Linked DNA regions of Oryctolagus cuniculus: all the other regions are linked to region 2. Evidence: chromatin contacts called from public Micro-C data. All regions are on one chromosome and are shown on one strand. Each heading gives the region's core, a stretch centred on a gene start, on an enhancer-like site or on the middle of the called end of the contact. The rest is flanking DNA. Distances are from core to core; before and after follow the strand shown. Region 1 has its middle 150 kb from the start of UBE2V2. Region 2 has its middle 300 kb from the start of UBE2V2. Region 3 has its middle 230 kb from the start of CLXN.

Region 1 (2,700 bases), core at 171-2,670, 150 kb after region 2:
TTTCCCTGGGGCATAAGAAGGGAGTTGGATCAAAAGTGGAGCAGCCAGGACCTGCCCCTGATGTCCTAAATTTACTCCATCCACGGTAAAAGAGGGCTGCCCCCTCACTTTCTGAATGATTAACTCAATCATTAAGTTTATTCATTAAGGCACTATCAAAAGCTTGATATAAAACATGCTGTTGGTGGGGCCAGCGCTGTGGCCATAGCAGGTAAAGCCATGTGGACGCCAGTTCGAGTCCAGGCTGCTCCACTTCTGATCCAGTTCATTGTTAATGTGCCTGGGAAAGCAGTAGAGGATGGCCCAAGCGCTTGGGCTCCTGCACCCACATGGGAGGCTGGAAAAAAGTGCCAGGCTCCTAGCTTCAGATCAGCTCAGCTCTGGCCATTGCAGCCATTTGGGCAGTGAACCAAGAGATGGAAGACTTCTCTCTCTCTCTATCTCTGCCTCTGCCTCTCTGTAACTCTTTCAAATAAAAAAATAAATCTTTAAAAAAAATGCTGTTGGTATGAATAAAAGCAGGTCAACTGACCTATCCTCCTTACATACTAGGATCACTTAACTTCCCATCAGCCATCTAAAGCCATTCTCAGGACTTTGCAGGGGAAGGAAAGAAGGCCTAACAACTCAGGAGATTGTATGATTGCTTTCTGAAAACAAAGTCTGGCTATGGCTGTGGTTGTGAGCTGCATGTTTATGCCCCAACAAAATTCACATGTTGAAATCCTAACCCTCAGTGTGATGTTATGCAGAGGTGGGGCCTTGGGAGGCGATGAGGTCATGAGGATAGAGCTCTCATGAATAGAACTGACCCTTATAAGAGTATCTCTCAGGGCTGGCATTGTGGCACAGTGGGTGGAGCTCTGCTTGCGATGATAACAACAAGCCATATCAGAGCACAAGTTCAGGTCCAGGATGCTCCACTCTGATCCAGTTCCCTGATAATGCACTTGTGAAGGCAATGGAAGATGACCCAAGCGTATGGGCCCCTGCCACTGATATGAGAGTCCTGGATAGAGTTCCTGGCTCTGGCTTCAGCCTGGTCCAGCCCTGGCCTGTTTCAGCCATCTGGGGAGTGAACCAGCATATGGAAAACTGATCTCCCCTGACCCCAGTCCTCCCCACCATTGAAGTACAATGACAACACAACAGTCTGCAATCCAGAAGCCCGCCCTCACCAGAACCTGACCATGCCTGAGCCCTCCCCTCGCCTCCCAACCTCAGATCAGGAGGTGGCTGCTGGAGCAGTCAGCTGCCAGCCAGGGTCAAAGCCTCAACCAACCATTCTAAACTAAATGCACCCCAATAAGGCACCCGCTGAGTTGGGACAGGGATGGAGCAGCAGGAATTGAGTGCTGCCACCCGGCCGCAAGGACACACGGCTGAGCGGTCAAATTCCAGGTCAGGGACGGGGCAGGCCAGCAGGCCACCACAAGGAAGAGGAGGTGAGGGTTCGAAGCTGAACGGGGCAAGGGAGGAGGTGGAAAAGGGCATCCCAAGGCAAAGAGGCAGGCGGATGCCCTGCGGGTCGACCACAAGAGAAAAGAAAGCATTTCACCAACCTGTTCACATTCCTAAGTGTTTCCAAATGGAAGGGGCCCGGGAATGCCAAGACAAACATTCCGAGGTCTTGTGGAACCTATCAAACCATATAGCAACGTCTCTGCAGTTCATGAGCAAGGGGACAGGCTTTCCACGGTGTTTTTGTGTTATCATATCCAAGACCCTTCTTTTCTTCTCAAAAATTAAGCTCTCCTTGAGCTGTGCAGCTGTTTACTTTGGAGCAAAAGGAAAACCGCGCCTCCCACGTAGGAGCTAGGGCGTCGGAGCTAGAACGCGACACCTAGAGGATGCCAGGGCTCACTGCAGCCCCAGCGCGACATCTCCCAGCCTCCCCTTAAAAATGGGACATAGAACCTCCATCCTCTTTAGAAATGAAAGGGGTAAACAATATGCAACATAGCTACCTCCTGTATAGTTGAAAAACTTCTGATCCTTGCCATGTTGTAACCACATGGGAGTCTCAGAGGGAGACTTCTGTCTGCCTAGGCTTGGGCCTGGGACAGTGGCCATGGTGACAAAGTGAGTTTTAACCTAAACAGAACCAGAAAAAGCCTGGGTTTGACACGATGAGTAAAAAATAGAAATAAATGTTAGCCAGAATATAGATGCCAGAGTTTCTATAAGCATTGTTCAAAAATTTAAAAAAAGTAATTGACACACGAGGGGGTCTTTAAAAAGCTCACTGAAAACATATATTATGGGGGCCGAACTTGACTCTCACTGGGATTAAACACGACAATAGGTCTGATCTGATTTCATCATCATAAAAAAAATCATCTATTATTTTTCACTTTATGTTTCTGTGTGGGAGCAAACTGTTGAAATCCTTACTTAATGTATACTAAGCTGATCTTCTGTATATTAAGATAATCGAAAATGAATCTTGATGTGAATGGAAGGGGAGAGGGAGTGGGAAAGGGGAGGGTTGCGGGTGGGAGGGACGGTATGGGGGGGAAGCCATTGTAATCCATAAGTCGTACTTTGGAAATTTATATTCATTAAATAAAAGTTAAAAAAAAAAGAAATATTATGGGGGCCGGCGCTATAGCATAGCAGGTTAAACCACAGCCTGCAGTGACAGCATCCCATACGGGCACCAGTTCATGTCCTGGCTGCTCCACTTCTTATTCCTGCTAA
Region 2 (3,040 bases), core at 400-2,899:
AGCTGAGTGCTCTCAGCCTCGGTTCTGAACATTGTCGGGGTCTCGTACAAAGAAAAAGAGTCGCTGTGAGCACCTGACACACATCCCTGGGCTGCCCCAATCAGCTACTGAGAACTCTTCTTTGCAATAGTTCTCAAACTCACAGGCCTGCGAGGCTGAGTTACAATCCTACGGGTCACGAGCATGCCCCAGACTATTTCAAAGATTCAGAATCTTTCTTAAAGGAGGAAAAAAGGAGACAAAAATAACTCGGGGAAATCTGTCTCACTGAAGCCAGGAGCAGAGCTTTCCATTCGGAAGCCTCCCTGAGGGGATCTGAGAGAAGAGACAAAAGTCTCCATCCCATGGGTCTCGGATGGCCCCTCCCCGCTCCCAGCCAGGCACCTGATGCTGAGAAAGGCCTGGTGAGCAGGCTGTGGGGCCACGCACTGCCAGGCAAGCCCTGTAAACACACACACACACCCAGCCCACCCCGGGAGCCACTCAGCAGGGCAGGATGAAAGGCATAGCAGCTATGCCCAGAGCAGAGAGCCTCTTGATTAGAAGGCACGGAGTGCTCTCCTACGGGAACCATCATCACTTTGCCCAAAATAATTAAGACAGACAGGATGTGCTCGAACAGTGTGCCCAGCTCAGATCCGGGACTGGCAGGACAAAACTAGTACAGGACATAAAGGGGTGCTTCAGGGCGGCAGTCACACAGTGACCTCAGCTGGGTGCTTCCCTCTGCCTGCCCTCCCCAGGTGAGCTGGGGAGCCCTGGCCCAGTGTGTTCTCCTTCTGTGGACAGCTGCCAGCCTGGACCTGCCCTGTCCTGGGGGACCTGGCTCCTTTGGTTTGCTAAGAGGTGCTTTTATACAAGAATGGGCAGCAGCCCGGGGCCCTTGGCCACTGAGCTCTGAAGGGCCTCCCAGAGCTGAGAAACATCTGCCTGTGCACTTCCCCAGGATGTCACAAGGGCAGCAGCATCTTGGCATATGGGAGGGAGCTCCAGAGGGCACCTCAGGGAAGGGTCACAGCTCGGACCCCAGAAGATGGCACCTGCCTGAGTCCCCAGGGATATGAGGGACCCAGGGCTCTCCTATACTGAAGACAGAGCTATTCACAGAGGCTGACTCCACGTGCACGCATGCACGCGCACGCACACACACACACACACACACACACACGGCTGTCCTGGAACACTGATTCAGAGATGACTCAGACGAAAGACTTGCTGCAGAATGAGTCACCAGCATCAATCCCGGCAGGCCCCTGGTTTTCCTGGGAGGTCTCCTTATGAGTTCTGGCCCGGTCTGGTCCTGCGTAGCCAGTGAGCTCATCGCCCCGCGCAGGGCGTGGAGCTCTCGGCAGGCTCTCACTGCAGGCACTGACGGCTCCTCTCCTCTCCAGGCCAACAGGCTCTGACTCCACCAGCTCTTCTCGCTGTCTCCCCCGAGACCCTCCACCTGCCCTGCACCGGTTAGACCGCATCCTCAGCTTGCGTGTCCTGAGTTCCTGGAGGCAGGGATGGACACTGTCCAGCATAGATGCCCTTCTGCCTCCCTGTGGGGTAGCAGGTACCAAAGATTGTCAACCCATACAGTTCCCCGGTCCAGCTGACTCTTCACTTTCCTTTTTCTTGAGATTTATTTTATTTGTTTGAAAGGCAGAGAGAGGAGAGACAAAGAGAAACTCAATCCACTGATTCACTCCCCTAATGGCCACAATCACTAGGGCTGATGCAGGTCGCAGCAAGGAGCCCGGAGCTCTACCCAGGTCTCCCACAGGGGTAGCAGGGCCCCAAGCAGCTGAGTCATCCTCCACTTTCCCAGGCACATTAGCAAGAGCTGGATCAGAAGCAGAGCAGCTAGGACCAGTGCTCCGATAGGGGACACCAGCACCGCCAAGCGGTGGTTTAACGCATTGTGCCACAATGCCGGCCCAGCACACTTGAAAGCCCCTACTGAGCAGGAAAAAGAAAAGGAAAGCTTCAATCTCAAGCACAAGATCAACTGGACATAAGCCCCTCAACCACGTGCCGTCTGGACGCACTCTGGATGCTATCCCCAAAATGCCAGCATGAGGAACCTCCCAAACTGCACCCAGGTCTCCAGCCTAGGGGAGAAACAGATAAGGGCTGCAAGCATCTTACGCACAATCCCTCATCCACAGCATGACCTTGAGCACTTCCTGGGCACCAAGGACACGGCAGGAAACAAAGCCACAGCCCCCCACACATGCAGCTCACGTGAGATGCAATAAACGATACATGCCTACAAATAGGATTTCAGCTAGGCACATGCTTTGATGAAAATGAATGCAGCTAAGGTCAGGGACATCCACCCTCCCACACTAACTCAGGCCAGTGAGACCAGCATGATCTGCAGGAGTCAGCGCTGGGGCAAAAACAATTCTAGTGGCATTCCCTGGGAGGAGGAGCTCAGTGATTTGGGGGAACAGCAAAAGGCCGTGTGCCTGAAGCGGAGCAGCAACAGAGGGTCTTAGGCATGGTCCTCTCCATCTCTCCAGCAACCCTGCTGCCTGTGGCTGTGCAGCAGCTCATCAGGGATCCAGAGAACACCTGTGCTGGCTGCGGTCCACCCCGAGCACACCTGCTGGGGGGCGCAGGGGCCTCAACATCACCGGCTTACAACCCTTACGTGCAACGTGGAAGGAAAGCACTTTGTTCCAAGTGCTGAGCTGGAGCGTTACAAAACCTTCACCACTATCCAAAACACTGTGGAGTAGTTTGTGCTTGACCCTCCAGCGTGAAGTCAACGTTGCTGTAGCCACCAGGATTAGCAAGCCCAAGCCGACCCGCCTTCCTGATCCACCTGCCCAGCTCTGGGAGGCCTCCAAGAAGCCTGCTGTGTCTCAGCCCTCCTAGGAGGTTGACACCATGCTTTGGGATCCTTCTGGCCTTGACGTGTTATGTAAATTTAAGTGCATTATCATTAATCTCAGCAAAGATTTATCCTTCTGTTCGGGCGCCAGGTGAGTTTAATGATGCAGCTGCTTTGAGACAGGGAAAGAAACTGAATGCAGGGAAAACCACAGCC
Region 3 (2,700 bases), core at 102-2,601, 190 kb before region 2:
GCTTCTGAGTACAGTGTTTTATACAATACCCCCAGAACAGCAATGAGTTTGGAAAGAGCTGGGTCCCTCAGTTTTGCTGTGTCACCAGCATCAGAATTAACACCCACACCCCACCCCACCAAGGTACCATCTCCAGGAAACAGCTCAGATGAGCTGATCTGCATAACCTCCCATCAACTCCTGGAGACTGGGACCTCCAACACAAAAACTGGAACCCCTACATGCTCTTTCTCCCTCACTCAAAATTAAAATAACCACTCAGTAGGGGTGAGGACTGTACACGGGTGAACCGTTCAAATGAAATAAGGGTCCACTCACTGCCAACTCAGCTTCCCTCTGCACACTTCCAAAGCCGACCTCTCTCTTATCCCACCTGTGTGTGAAGCCCTTGCAACCATCCAATAAGCACACTCTTTTAACACGAAACAATGGAAAGTGAGAAGGCTGTTTCATTACTTTTCCATCTCTGGCTCAGGCATGAAAAGGCTATTTTGAGCCGACTCTTACAGGAAGTACCAAAAACCTCAGGAGAGGTTTCCAGTGCATTTTAGCTGGCTGTTTGAGACATTTCCGACAGGTTTCTGCTGAAGACCCAAACATGTGGGTGCTTATCTGAACTGAACCCAAATCTTAGGAATTTTACACCTCACTCCTGAAAACCTCACAGCATGCTCTGACTTGCAGCTCCCGAGGCACTGTCTCCTGGGACTAAGCGTCACCTTTATATCCACCTGTTCCGCCCAGGGTGGTTGCACAGCCCATGGCAGCCACGCGGGGCTTCCTCAGGCTTTGTCTGGAATTCTCTGATTCATTCTAGATGGTCTGTGCAACCACCAGGCTTTCAAAGCAAGCCCACTGGAGTGCTTCACAGTTGGATGATCATAGCAGGGCTTTATAATAAATCCACTGGAAGCAACTCCGAACAGGTATCAGCTAGAAGGACAATTAGAGTGCACGTTCTGCCAGGAAACTCTGCCAGTTTTTACCTGTTAAAGCAACTGGGAAAGAGACCTGTACTTGTTGAAAAAATGTACTTGTACATGCATGCATCATGTGGGAGGGTGAGCAGGTGTTTGCAAGCCACAGAGCCACAGTTATATTCTTAACAATGCCTTCTCCAATTTACAAAGAATGCGTGGTGCTCAAGCTCTCTTACCAGAGCGGGAAATGTCGGATGAAGCCCAGGAGCCTAACGGAGTGATGAGCATTTCAGAGTGGAAGAAAGTGTTCTCCAGTGAGCATGAATTTCCATAGCCCAGAGGTTTGGGGTTGTCTTTTTTTTTTTTAAACCAACTAACTTCAGATTCTTCTTCCTGACTCCTCTGCCAAACAGTGGGAAGGAAGCCAGCCCTGGTAACCAAGGCCCAGAGGTGACCATCAGTCATTTGTTCACCTTCAGTTCTGGGGTTTGCCCAGAAGCACCAGTGTCCCCTCTGTGCTTATGTGACGGGACCCCACTGAGGGAACAAAGAGACAATAAAGTAATTCATTGAGTAACCCTGCTGAGAAATGAATCCTGTTTCAAGCCAAATCTAATTGCACAGAGACACTTAAATTAGTGCCTAGGTGATAATAGATAAGGAATGCTTTCATGCTGCCTCAACGCCTGCCTAGCGAGGCTCTTGTCAAGAGCGGGCAGAGCACCCTGCTAATGCACATGCTAATGGGGATTGCATCAGTGTATTCTACAGACTAATTTACCATTAGAAGGCCATACACAGAAGACATGTTTTCATGACAAAGAGAAAATAAATTGAGGTTTCTGTAGAATTCTTCTGGCTGTTCCCTTCTGTGCAGTGTGGTCAGGATACAGGGCTGCCCGTCTTCTCTGCTGAGTCTGAATCGCTGCTCCCTCGGAGAAATCTGAGCCGCCAGATCCTCAGCATCCGGCACAAGCAAAAGCCCAGGTGAATCCTGCACTTCTGCTGTCCCAGTTCTTTGGCGAACAAAGCCACTGCCTTCAGGAAGTGGCCGCCCGTCTATTCTTGGTCTGTGGTCTGCGGTCCAGCCCATTGTGGTCAGGGTCGTGGTTTCCTCCTGCTGTTTATTCCTGTGAAGGTACCATCTTGAGCGGTGCCAACTTGTTACCAGCCCCACTCCCTCCCCTGACAGAGTTTTGTATTGCACCTGCCTAACTCTTAGACCACTCCCACACCTACATCAGGGAAATTCACGTCTGGCTAGCACAGGCTGTCAGCAGCCCAAGGTCTCCTTCTGTTTGTACTCATAAAACAAAGGAAATAGTGAAAGATACTGGAACTGAACCAGCTGCACAAGTATCACTTTTAACCTGATCAGGGGTGCCCAGAGTTACAGGAGCAAGTGGCAAGATGGGAGACCGAGCCCACAGGGGCCCCGTGCATGGATGGCTTCGTGCCAAGTGTATGGTGCCCGGCACAGGTGAGGGGCCCAGTGGATTGCCAGGAATTGGCAATAGCCAAATTTCCTGGGGACTTCGACCAACTTCATTTTCGGACACTGGTCAAGCCGTGAAGCTGAGGCTCTTCTCCACCTGTATGACCCTTTTTAATCAGTGTGATTTTAATGGAAAATGGCATTTGTATTTGAAGGAGTCCCAGGAAAGGCTCTTGGGCTGAGAAATCGGAGCCTGGATGGAGACACCCAGGCTTACCTGCACAGAGTCACCTTCTTTCCTGTAGCTGCAGATGCAAATACATCTACTTGTAAAAGCTTAATCAG

The links. A called contact is a pair of places that touch in the nucleus more often than the background predicts.
Region 1: a Micro-C map of ear pinna shows a contact between it and region 2, with 6 times the contacts expected there. The contact joins two enhancer-like sites. A contact is called at or near these places in 4 of 6 Hi-C or Micro-C datasets (ear pinna, psoas muscle, skin fibroblasts and 1 more).
Region 3: a contact with region 2 is called in a Micro-C map of ear pinna, with 4 times the contacts expected there. The contact joins two enhancer-like sites. A contact is called at or near these places in 2 of 6 Hi-C or Micro-C datasets (ear pinna and psoas muscle).

Annotation. Positions count from the first base shown.
Region 1 is chr6:72,354,986-72,357,685 of mOryCun1.1, reverse strand. No RefSeq gene overlaps it. Among named protein-coding and RNA genes, the nearest start is that of UBE2V2, 150 kb to the right of the region's middle. Within about 2 kb of position 1,420, at least 1 of the 8 cell types and tissues checked has an H3K27ac peak or open chromatin away from gene starts, as enhancers often do. A contact at or near this core is called in ear pinna, where this site is marked.
Region 2 is chr6:72,503,795-72,506,834 of mOryCun1.1, reverse strand. No RefSeq gene overlaps it. Among named protein-coding and RNA genes, the nearest start is that of UBE2V2, 300 kb to the right of the region's middle. Within about 2 kb of position 1,649, at least 4 of the 8 cell types and tissues checked have an H3K27ac peak or open chromatin away from gene starts, as enhancers often do. A contact at or near this core is called in ear pinna, where this site is marked.
Region 3 is chr6:72,695,397-72,698,096 of mOryCun1.1, reverse strand. No RefSeq gene overlaps it. Among named protein-coding and RNA genes, the nearest start is that of CLXN, 230 kb to the left of the region's middle. Within about 2 kb of position 1,351, at least 1 of the 8 cell types and tissues checked has an H3K27ac peak or open chromatin away from gene starts, as enhancers often do. A contact at or near this core is called in ear pinna, where this site is marked.